Regions from separate parts of the Mus musculus genome. Here region 1 is linked to region 2. The links are chromatin contacts, called in public ChIA-PET maps. All regions are on one chromosome and are shown on one strand. The core of a region is the stretch at or near the end of the contact, and the rest is flanking DNA. Distances in the headings are between cores, read along the strand shown.

The links. ChIA-PET counts read pairs in DNA pulled down with a chosen protein or histone mark.
Region 1: an RNA polymerase II ChIA-PET map of memory CD8 T cells shows a contact between it and region 2, with 8 read pairs. The contact joins two enhancer-like sites. A contact is called at or near these places in 4 of 39 promoter capture datasets (3T3-L1-derived adipocytes, the HPC-7 cell line, hippocampal neurons and 1 more) and 2 of 115 datasets of contacts at active chromatin or transcription factors (memory CD8 T cells and microglia).

The regions. Positions count from the first base shown.
Region 1 is chr7:110,107,019-110,112,772 of GRCm38.p6, reverse strand. No RefSeq gene overlaps it. Among named protein-coding and RNA genes, the nearest start is that of Wee1, 12 kb to the left of the region's middle. Within about 2 kb of position 3,347, at least 283 of the 459 cell types and tissues checked have an H3K27ac peak or open chromatin away from gene starts, as enhancers often do. A contact at or near this core is called in memory CD8 T cells, where this site is marked.
Region 2 is chr7:109,737,801-109,743,428 of GRCm38.p6, reverse strand. The region is part of intron 4 of Tmem9b (TMEM9 domain family, member B); the gene reads left to right. Among named protein-coding and RNA genes, the nearest start is that of Ascl3, 8.9 kb to the right of the region's middle. Within about 2 kb of position 1,543, at least 31 of the 459 cell types and tissues checked have an H3K27ac peak or open chromatin away from gene starts, as enhancers often do. A contact at or near this core is called in memory CD8 T cells, where this site is marked.

The DNA.
Region 1 (5,754 bases), core at 2,098-4,597, 370 kb before region 2:
GCAAAACTGTAAGAGTATACTGCTGGCCTTGCCAACAAAGCAAATTGTTTCTGGTGGTCCTTAGGGACAGGTACTGAGAAAAAGGCATTTGCTAGATCAAAAGCTGTATACCATGTGCCAGGAGATGTGTTAATTTGCTCAAGTAAGAAAAAAAAAACAAGGGTTGGAGAGATGGCTCAGCGAGTAAGAGCACTGACTGCTCTTCTGAAGGTCTGGAGTTCAATTCCCAGCAACCACATGGTGGCTCACAACCATCTGTAAGGAGATCTGACGCCCTCTTCTGGTGTATTTAAAGGTAGCTACAGTGTACTTATGTATAATAATAAATAAATCTTTAAAAAAAGAAAAGAAAAGAAAAGAAAACTACATGGTACAGCAGATGCAATCAGAGTTACTACTTGATTTAGTTTTCAATAGTCAACTGTTATTCTCCATGATCCATCTGTCTTCTGCACTCACTGGCCAGATAGGAGAGTTAACAGGAGATGTGGTGTGACCCACCACCCCTGCATCTTTTAAGTCCTTGATGGTGGCACTAATTCCTGCATTTCCTCCAGGAATATGACACTGGTTTTGGCTTGGTTTGGTTTGGTTTTTTGGTTTTTTGAGACAAGGTTTCTCTGTGTAGCCTTGGTGGTCCTGGAACTCATTCTGTAGACCAAGCTGGCCTCGAACTCAGAAATCCGCCTGCCTCTGCCTCCAAGTGCTGGGATTAAAGGTGTGTGCCACCACTGCCGGGCTATGACACTGGTTTTGATTCACTATTTTCTTTGGCAGAGACAACTCTAAAGGTTTCCATTTAGCCTTGCCAACCTTAATAGCCAAAGGTAAGGGAACCAATGTGAGAATTTTGCCAGTTTCTAAGTATATCTATCCTAATTATACATCCTGAAACAGGGGAAAGGACCACAGAATGAATTTGGGGATCTACTGTACCTACTGAGTCAGACATCAGCCAAATTGCCATTAGTTGACTGGCCTCCATAAGTCCCTACTTTAACTGGAGGGTCACCATGTTTCTTGGGATCTCCTGGGATCATTGTCAATTGAGAGCCAGGATCTAATAGACCTCTGGTAATTCTGATTATTACTTTTCTCCAAGTGTACAGTTACCCTTGTAAAAGGAAGTAGATCCCTCTGAGGAAGAACTGGAGAAAGGCTAACAGCAAAACTTTTAGGTGTCTCATCAACAAGGTCCTTCCTCAGGGAAACCTGGCTACCCCTTCCTTCAAGGGCTTCTGGGTCTGCAAACTGGCTCAAGTCTGGAAATTGATTCACTGGCCAAGATTACTTTTTACAATGACCCAAAGTAGCCTTTCTTTCATTTGAGAATTCTCCTTATACAGAGCAATCAGAAATGCAGTAGGCTTCTTATCTATTTCTTACCTGGAAACACCAAAAGTTGACTTCTCAGTCCCATGAGGCCGGGTGTTGCAGCCAGTACTCAGTATAAGCTGGAATCCTGAAGAAGAGTGAGTCTTCCTTCTTCCTCCAATGTCTTTGTATGAGCCTCCAGGAGAAGGCATGGCTCAGTCTAAAGGTGTGTACCACCACACCTGGGCCTAAACTGTTCTTTACTTGAAACTTACCCTCCCAGGATGACCTTGAACTCAGAGAGCTGCTTTGCCTCTGTCTCCTGGGATTAAATTCGTGTTCTCCCTCACCTGGGCCTAAATTTTCCATGACCACTGTGCCTCAAGATCTGGATAAAAAGTCTGTGTCTTCCAGCCTCAAGATCTGGATCAGGGGGCTGGCAAGATGGCTTAGTGGGTAAGAGCACTGACTGCTCTTCTGAAGGTCCTGAGTTCAAAACCCAGCACCCACATGGTGGCTCACCACCACCCATAATGAGATCTGACATCCTCTTCTGGTACTTCTGACGTCAGCTACAGTGTACTTATGTATAATAATAAATAAATCTTAAAAAAAAGATCTGGATCACAGGTGAGCCCTCCATTTCTCATTCATTTCATGTATAGTCAAGTTTACAACTGGGAAGAGCCTTCACACATACCAACATGGTGTATACAACCTCCAAACTATCTAACTTTTGAAATTATTATACAGCAAGAGTCTAATTTTTTGTCTCCTTTATCTCTCTCACACATACCATGCATATACCCAACAGTAAGCAATTAAAAACAAAGTATCAGAATGGTATCCAACAAAGAGTGATACATTTTAGGATCTTGGGGAAAAAATGCATAATTGTGTCAGCAATTAAGAGCACTGTCTGCTCTTCCAGAGGACTTGGTCCAGTTCCAAGGACCCACATGGCAACTCACAACGTTCCAGGGGATCTGATGCCCTCTTCTATCTTCCACTAACACAAGGCACACATGGTGCACAGTCGTACTTGCAGGCAAAACACTGGTAAAATTAAAATGAAGCCAAAATAGGGTGTGGGGAGGGGTAGGTGGGAGGCCAGGGTGGCTGCAAGCAGCATGGATTTTGACGGTAACCTAGCATATTAGTGGGAGGAGGCTAACTCCAGTTATCTCTGCAGCTCTCGGCCATCAGACAGGAAGTCCTTTCTCAAGAGAAAATGCAGACTGCCCCCACCCCCAATCCCAGTCACATCACTGCAACATAAGAGTTCACAAGCAGCATATTTCAGACTTGCAGCTCTATGGAGCACCAAACCAAACTAACTCTTGTATTTCCTATTTGCTTTCTGTGGTCATTTCAGGGTTCCTCTGTATAATCCCCACTGTCCTAGAACTCAATGTAGGCCAGGCTGGCCTCGAATTTACAGGCATCCAACTGCCTCTGCCTCTGGAGTCCTAGAATTAAAGGCATGCACTAACACCACCCAAATTAATTTTTATTTTTATTGCAATACTGGGGATGAAACCCAGAGCCCTGTACATGCTAGGCAAGTGTTCTACACTTCTAGTCTCACAGTAGCAATTTTGTAATCCATCACAACCCCACCCCCCACCGCCTCATCCCGCTTCTTGAGCTGGGGGTGTATAGTGCAGGGGAGAGTGTGTGGCTGGCATGTACAAAACTCAGGGTTCAATCCTCGTTACCTTGCTCTTAACAAAGACATAAAGGGATGCTTTTTTTTAATTTTATTTTTAAGTAAAAAGATCACAGAAATGTCCTAAATAAAAATCCCGAGTCCCAAACAGATCAGCCACTAGAAAAGCAGATAATCGAGTAATTGCCCGTCCCTGGGATTTGTGACATGTACAGGAAATGATCTGGGTGACCACACCAGGAGCAACAAGGACAGCTCCTGTTGGCTGGTCACACTGTAATGAATTAAGCAGGCTTTGCTGAAGTTGGAGCAGTACATAAGACGTGGTGACTTCTTCAGTGAGTCAGAAACCTTGTCGGGGAGGGGGAGGGGCGCGACGGCTGCCTCCCGGCCTCCCGTTCCTCCCTTGCTGGTTTCTAGCAGCAACTAAACAGTGTTTGGCTTTTGTTGTCGGGGCCTGATGACTCACTGGTAAGTTTTAAAGTTCTGTAAAGGACCCTGCTTCACCGCAGATAGGATCAAGATGAGCTCACCCAGCAGCTGGGTAGGTAAAGAGAACCCAGCTCTGTGACTTGGTCAGGCAGTTGGAAGCCCAGATGCATACACAGAGGAAAACAAACACCACTTCCTAAGTGCAACAACCAAGTCCCCATATGACTGTGTCTCATGTTTAAACATCATGCTTAGCCTACCACCTCCAGGCTGCCTTCACACAGGTCAGAACAGGAGACAAATCACACATGCTACAGGAAGTGTTGCTTTGGAAGAGCTGAGAGGGCAGAGAACATTCCAGGGGCAGCTACAGGAGAGGCTGTCCTCGGACCACCCTCCATATGTGTTCTATGGCATGATGTTCCCACACGTACAGAAAAATAAATAGTACTAAAATGTTTTACTGAAAAAATTTTTTTTCCAAGACAGGGTTTCTCTGTATAGTCCTGGCTGTCCTGAAACTCATTTTGTAGAGCAGGCTGGCCTCGAACTCAGAAATCCACCTGCCTCTGCCTCCCAAGTGCTGGGATCAAAGGCATGCCCCACCACTGCCACCACCACCTGGTATTTTTTTTTTTTTTTTAATTATATGTAAGTACACTGTAGCTGTCTTCAGACACACCAGAAGAGGGAGTCAGATCTCATTACTAGATCAGTCAGATCTAATTTGTTTTTAAAAATGTTTTTAAAGACTGTTTTAGGGGCTGGAGTGATGGCTCAGTGGCTAAGAGCACCCGACTGCTCTTCCGAAGGTCCAGAGTTCAAATCCCAGCAACCACATGGTGGCTCACAACCATCCGTACGTAACAAGATCTGACGCCCTCTTCTGGTGTGTCTGAAGACAGCTACAGTGTACTTACATACAATAATAAATAAATCTTTAAAAAAAAGGGGGGGGGGGCTGGAGAGATGGCTCAGAGGTTAAGAGCACCGACTGCTCTTCCAAAGGTCCTGAGTTCAAATCCCAGCAACCACATGGTGGCTCGCATGTCTGAAAACAGCTACAGTGTGCTTACATATAATAAATAAATATTTTTTAAAAAAAAGACTGTTTTAGTGATTTCTGAGATAATGTATTATTTGACCCAGAGCCCTTATAGAAACATTTCTGCAGATTGCAAAATACGAACAGTACATACAAAAGTATGTCTATTGCTGCCTTGTTAGTTCCTTTAGTGAATCCATACTAAGATTTATCTACAGGCCAGATATTGGGAACTGAGAACAACTGGGAATATTGGATATTGGGAACAATACAGTGATACACTACAAAGTCCTTTTGAGACTTTTTTTTGAGAGAGAGAGAGATAAAGGTTTGTGACAGGGTCTGCCTATTTAGCCCAGGCTGGCCTCTTGCCTCAGCCTTCTGAGTACTAGGATTACAAGTGTATAGCTCAAGGCATCCAAGTCCAGCTTCTGCCTCTGCTAGTTGAGCATTTCTTGCTGTCTCTTTTAAGGACTGTGAGAGCATGCGCCCACCCAGGAAGCCCAGCACTGCCCCTCTGTCTCCCAGTTACATCTTCAAAGGCTCTTTTGCCATATAAAAGAAGAGTAAGACCTGTGTGAGTTATGATCTCACTGCATTGAGAGCTAGTCAGCTATCGATATAGGAAGCACTTCCTGGCTTTCCGGAGCCACCAGTCCAGGACCATCCCACACAGTCCTGCAGGAGCACCAGGCAGCTGGGCTCACAGTTTATGTGCACAGTTCTCTCCTAGGCCGTTTCCAAACTCTATCCACCATCCTTCACATGATGAGTTTTTCCATTCCTGAGCGTATAGACATAGGACATATAAGTAGGAACACAGTTCGGTCAAAGGCTCGTGTATGCAAAATCCATTTCCATTTATTTGTGTGTGTGTGTGTGTGTGTTATGTGTGCAGTGTGTGAGTGTGTGTGTGTGTGTGTGTGTGTGTGTGTATGTGTGGTATGTGTGCAGTGTGTGTGTGTGTGTGTGTGTGTGTGTGTGTGTGTGTGGTATGTGTGCAGTGTGTGTGTGTGTGTGTGTGGTATGTGTGCAGTGTGTGTGTGTGTGTATTTCAAGACAGGGTTTCTCTGTATAGCCTTGGCTGTCCTGGAACAACTCTCTCTTTAGACCAGGCTAGCTTTGAACTTACAGAGATCCATCTGTCTCTGCCTCTCAAGAGATGGGATTAAAGTCTTGCACCGCCACTGGCCAGCCTTATATTTTTGATAATGGGAGTGTTTAACGTTTTGGTGCAGGAAATTGAACCCTGGCTACTGTGCATGCCAAACCAAGAGCTCTGCCACCATACTAT
Region 2 (5,628 bases), core at 294-2,793:
CATGTTCTAACTAGTGTGTATCTCTCGATGAAGAAATTGTTCTAGCAAGCTGTAGATGTAGTTATTTCAACTGGTGGTCCTTGGTGAGGATTTATCCAGGAGCCTTCGCTGTTCATGCGCAGGAAAACATCCGGGGTAGGCTTTTTCCTCAGGCCCCTGCAAAACATTTTGCCTCTATCACCTGATACTTTTGAAGGCAAGCGGTGGCTCATGCCTTTGGTTCCAACACTTGGGATGTCATGGCTGGTAGATCTCTGTAAATTGGATGCAAGCTTGGTCTATATAGTGAGAGCCAGGAAAACCAGTGCTAAACAGTAAGACCGTATCTCCAAAAACACAAAAGAAAAAAAGGCAAGCATTTCCATTGAAAGGGGAAGATGAAGGCCATGACATTCTTGTCTTACTCCTGTACAGGTAACCTACTGTTCTGTATGTTCTTTCATCGTTTTGCTTAAAGAAGAAGCAATGGTACTTTTCTTTAACTTTAGAAAAAAAATGTAGCCATCACTCTAGAGATTCTCCTATAATTAAAACATGTTTGCCCATAGATTGTTATTCCCAGTGTGTAAACTGTGTGATGGTTTCCTTTTGGCTTTAACATTACTTCATTAAAAGTGTTCATTAAAAGGGAGCTAGGAAGACAGCTTGGTGGATAAAGCACTTCTTGTGTAATGTGAGGACCAGAGTTTGGATCCTTGGGGCTCACAGAAACGCTGTGTGGACAAAGTGGCCTGCCTGTAACTCCAGCAAGCAGAAGGTGGAGACAGAGTATCCAAGAGCCAGCTGCCTAGCTATACTGACCACACAAGGGAGCACTGTTAACTGATAGACCTGCCTCAGTAAGGCAGAGAGCAGGAGAGGAAGACCCCAGATGTCAACTTCAGGCCTTCAGACACAGGTGTTCATACATGTGCATATGCACTGACCCATGTGTGTACACATACATGTAAACAGACATGCATGCATATGTACATGCCACACACAGAGAAACACGTAAAAAAATGTCTAGGAATTGACACAATCTATAAGCTTGTTAAGTATAGTTTAGAGAATTGATTATTAATCCTATCAATGTCATATGTAGAATATTTCCAAATATTCCATTATCATATATAATTACTATTTAGAATGATTTTTTTCTTTTCATTTTATTTACTACATTCCTAAAAGTGGATAAAACCCAGTGTAATTTCAAGAGTCAAGTGCAAAGCCAAGCCTGGAGTAAACTTGCTAACCACCATCAAAAGTATTTTTAGTGCAGGAAATCCTAGGTGTTCAGGAGGCAGAGGCAGGAGGATCACAAGGTCAAGGGAAGCTAGAGGAGCTTAGCGAGCCCTTGACTCAATAAAACATTGCGGCTGGGGATAGGGACTTGTAACCCTAGTACTCTCGAGGCTAAGACAGGAGACTCACAAGTCTGAGGGTAGCTTCATCTACATGAAGAAACTCAACAACAATAGAAACCACACCAAAAAGAAAGGAAAGGAAAGAGAAACATTTTATTTAATTCACATATTTCCTGTTATTTGATTCGCAGTGTCTACAGTGTAACCACTAAGGGTAGCACTAGCACCTCCTGCAGAGCCTGGGATTGGGGCATCTACAGGCTCCACACCTAGCTTTTCTAAAACTTGCAGATAGTTTTAAAGACCATCAGGAGGAGGTGTGGGGATGGCTTAGTAGATAAAGTACTTGGTATGCAAGCATAAAGACCAGAGTTTGAATCTCAAAGTCCATGTAAAAGCTGGGTACAGTAGCACCTGTCTGCCTGAAACCCCAGTGCTCCTACAAAATGGGAGGCAGAGGCAGAAGATTTCTCAGAAACGCAGGGCCCGCTTGCCTCATGCATGCAGCGGTGAGCAATCAAAGGCCCTGCCTCCAGCAAGGTTGATACCTGAAGCTGTTCTCTGACCTCCATACAGCTGCCTTGGCCTTCCCATGGACCTATACTCCCCCCTCCCCAGCACACACACACACAAGCACATAATACACATCATACATACACAAAACAATCATTTTAATTAAGAACAATTGATTTCAGAAATATATTGGTAGGCTGAGAGAAAGGTGAGTCTGGAGATCTGATGTAATAAAACAAATTAAAATTTAAAAACAAAACTAAGCACAGACAGGCAGGATGTTGTGGTATGTATGTGTAACCCCAAAATTTAGGAGGTAGAAGCAGGATGATTAAAAGTTAAAGATCATTCTTGGTCACATAGGGCGCTCAGTGACAGCCTGGGCAACTTGAGAACCTGTCTCAGTACAAAATAAATTCAAACAAACAAACAAGACCCCAAAGGGCTTAAGAGATAGCTTAGTGGTTAAGAACACACATTGTTCTTTCAGAGGATCTGAGTTTCAATCCCAGTCCCTCCATCAGATGGCTCACAACTGCCTGTCACTCCAGCTCCAGGGGCTCTGGTGCCTCTGGCCTCCAGTCTCGGTAGGCACATGCACACACATACAACATAATTAACAATAATAAATCTTAAACACAGGACACACATAAATCAGATAGTAGGATTAATGCCTAGAGAACTTGTATAGCAAAGCAGTAGAATCTCAAATATTGTTTCCATGGTAATTTCCATTTATATGTTCTCAACCCTGACTGTATAGATACTAGGGTTAAATTATCCTTTGTTGTGGAGAAACCTTGCCTTTAAGAAACCTGGCAGGAGGACAAAATCACTACCAGTTGAGAACTACTGGCATAAAATGTCTATCAAAGGCCTCACAGTGTTCTGTTCCTAGCACAAAGGTTTATGCTTTCTTTAATACATCCTTACAGCATTAGTTACCTTCTGCTCCCTCAGACAAAATGTTAGTGTAATACACGCAAAATGTAAGCTGGTGCAGAAATACATAGGTGTAAACATGGAGGACAGACGACATTAACTGATGGGCTTGTATGCTTAGTAACCACTTGGCCCATCGGTGATTAATTCTGCCTACACATTGACCATTGGAGACACTGTCACTAAGAGCCCCAGCTGACTCTGATATTTGTCAGACTGATTCTAGGCAGAGAAAGGCTTTCCAACCAAAGCTGTGAGTTTAACTGAACAAACAGAAGTCAAATTTCACTTCCTATTAACTGCTTAACTCACATGGGAGTTCTTTTGGGGTTCATTTTTAAGGCATTTAAATTCTTTCCCATTTTTTTTTTACATTTTAGGGCAGGTAAAAGAGTACACTTAGCCAAGAGGTTCCCTTTAGACAATGGTAGTATTTGTCCTATCATATATCAGGACACGTAGTCTCTGTTATCTAAACATTCTGCTAAAGCATGCTTTGTATTCGTTGTAATTTTATCAGGTGTAAAAAGAACAAACACGCAAAAGTGAAAATCTCTGTTTGCATTCTCCTGGTGCCTGTGAGCAGCAAGTCCACTCTTGTTGAACTGGTTTGTTTAGTCATTGAGTTTGTTCCTTGAGGAGTAGATGACAGGCTCCCTGATAAAGTACTTCCTTCTTGCCAGTATTGTTTCTGTCCAAATAAACCAATAGTAGTAATATTTTATATACAACATCACCGATGCACCATTTTCCCATACTAATCTACCCGAAACAATCTGGTGTGTTGGAAAGATGTGACACCAACTTAGGGTCAGGCACACTGAGTGTTAGTGTTTGAGCTAATTTGTTAAATGACCTTGGGCTACTTTGTTTCTTTGTTGGAAAGCAAGTAATGCTAATTTATCTTCTGTCTCTTTTTTTCTATCTTTTTCCTCCTTCCTTCTCTCCTATGACCCACCTCAGTATCTCTCTCTCTTCCTGTCAACAAGTTCTTGCTTATAGCCCTGGCTAACCTAGAACTTGCTATATACATCAGGCTGGCCTCAGGCCTGCAGCAGTCCTCCCAAGAGCTAGGAGTTTAAGTGCACACTACCATGCTAGGCTTCCATCTTTCCTTCCGTATCTGTGGAACATCATAGATGTCCACATTGTCTTTGTGATTTTCATCTATAGAGTTAAAAACAAATGATGAGATTTGCAGAAGACATTGTTTAAGTTAGATAAAAGGTAGAGGCCATTCCAATAAAGAATGACTTGGTAAAGAAAAGTCTTCGGAGTGGGTTCAGCAGTTAAAAGCACCCACTATTCCTGCAGACAACCTGAGTTCAGTTGTCAGAACCCATGACAGTGACTCACAATCAATTGTGACTCCAATACTAGGGGATCTAATATCCTCTTCTGGCTTCCATAGACACCTGCACTCATGTGCACACACCTACCCACATATACATCTTAGAGACAGAGTAAATCTCTACAAGTAAAACAGACAAAAAGCACCTTTGAGGTCCAGAAACCTGGCTGAGAGGGTAAAGGTACTTAGTACAGGAGCAAGCCCAGCAGCCTGATAGCCTGATGCAACGAGAAAGGACTCTACAGAGTTGTCACATATTCTCTCTCTCTCTCTCTCTCTCTCTCTCTCTCTCTCTCTTACACGCACACGCACATACACACACACAAAATAATAAATAAATGAATAAATAAATAATGAATAAATAAATAAATGAATGAATTGTTACTTTTGCAGAGGATGTGGGTTATATTCCCAGTGCCCACTTGATGCCTCTCAGCCATCTTTAACTCTAGACCCAGAGGTTCTGAAACACTCTTCTGCCCTAAATGGGCAGAAGGAATGAACATGGTTCACAGACATACATGCAGGAAAAACCTAAATATATATATAACCTATATATAAAACACATAAATAGATCTTTAAAAAGAAAGAAAATTCTTGGGGTAGTAAACATGGTAGAAATGTCTTGCTGTAGAAACACAACCAATAAAGCCCCAAGTGGGAGCTGTAATATAGTCAGGGTGTCGTGCATAGCTTTCTAGCCATGCCCCCTCCTGCCCCCTCCTGCCCCGGCTGCTGCCTACATGCACCAGAATGGTGTTGCTTCTCTCAAGTAGGCAAACCTAGTTTAAGAGGCCAGGCCTGTTCTGGAACATTTAGGAACTTTGCTGACATGGGGTTGAGGAAAAAACTTAAGGAAAAGGCAAAACAAAAACAGTAAATTACAATCGAGCCTGTTTGTCATGTGGGCAGCTGTGTTGACATCTCATCTATAGGTGGATTAGTGGGATGATTTCCTCTGTGATGACTATAAACATCCAGTTGCATTAGTTTATTTTGACAGGAGAGTCTGGCTTTGTACACAAACCAGGGTAACCTTCATTAGCCTCTTTCCTAAGATAGAATTAACATGGAAGCCGTGGAACACTGAGATGAAAGATGGTTTTGTTGATTAGACATGCTGAAGTAAGCCAGTCCTCATTCTCCTCGGTAACAGACCGTACTAAAGCACACAAGCTTCTCTCACTGCACAGTGGGGAAGAGGAAAAACTCGGAGATATTAGACAACAGCCCATCAGTGCATGCCGAGGGCCAGAGAGACATTAAGACCAGGCAAGATAATGGCCCTGAGAGCTCCTGCTTGCTCTAGTGGCCCTAGACTGACATGTAAACAGTTCTGGTATCAATGGGAGTTGGGAAATAGGAAGAAAGAGTTCTCCTTTGTCATAGATGAGTGATAAAATATTGATCCAAACAGTTCTACATTAATACCTATCATGGAGATAGTAATATGAAAACAGACTTCTTAAATCAGTG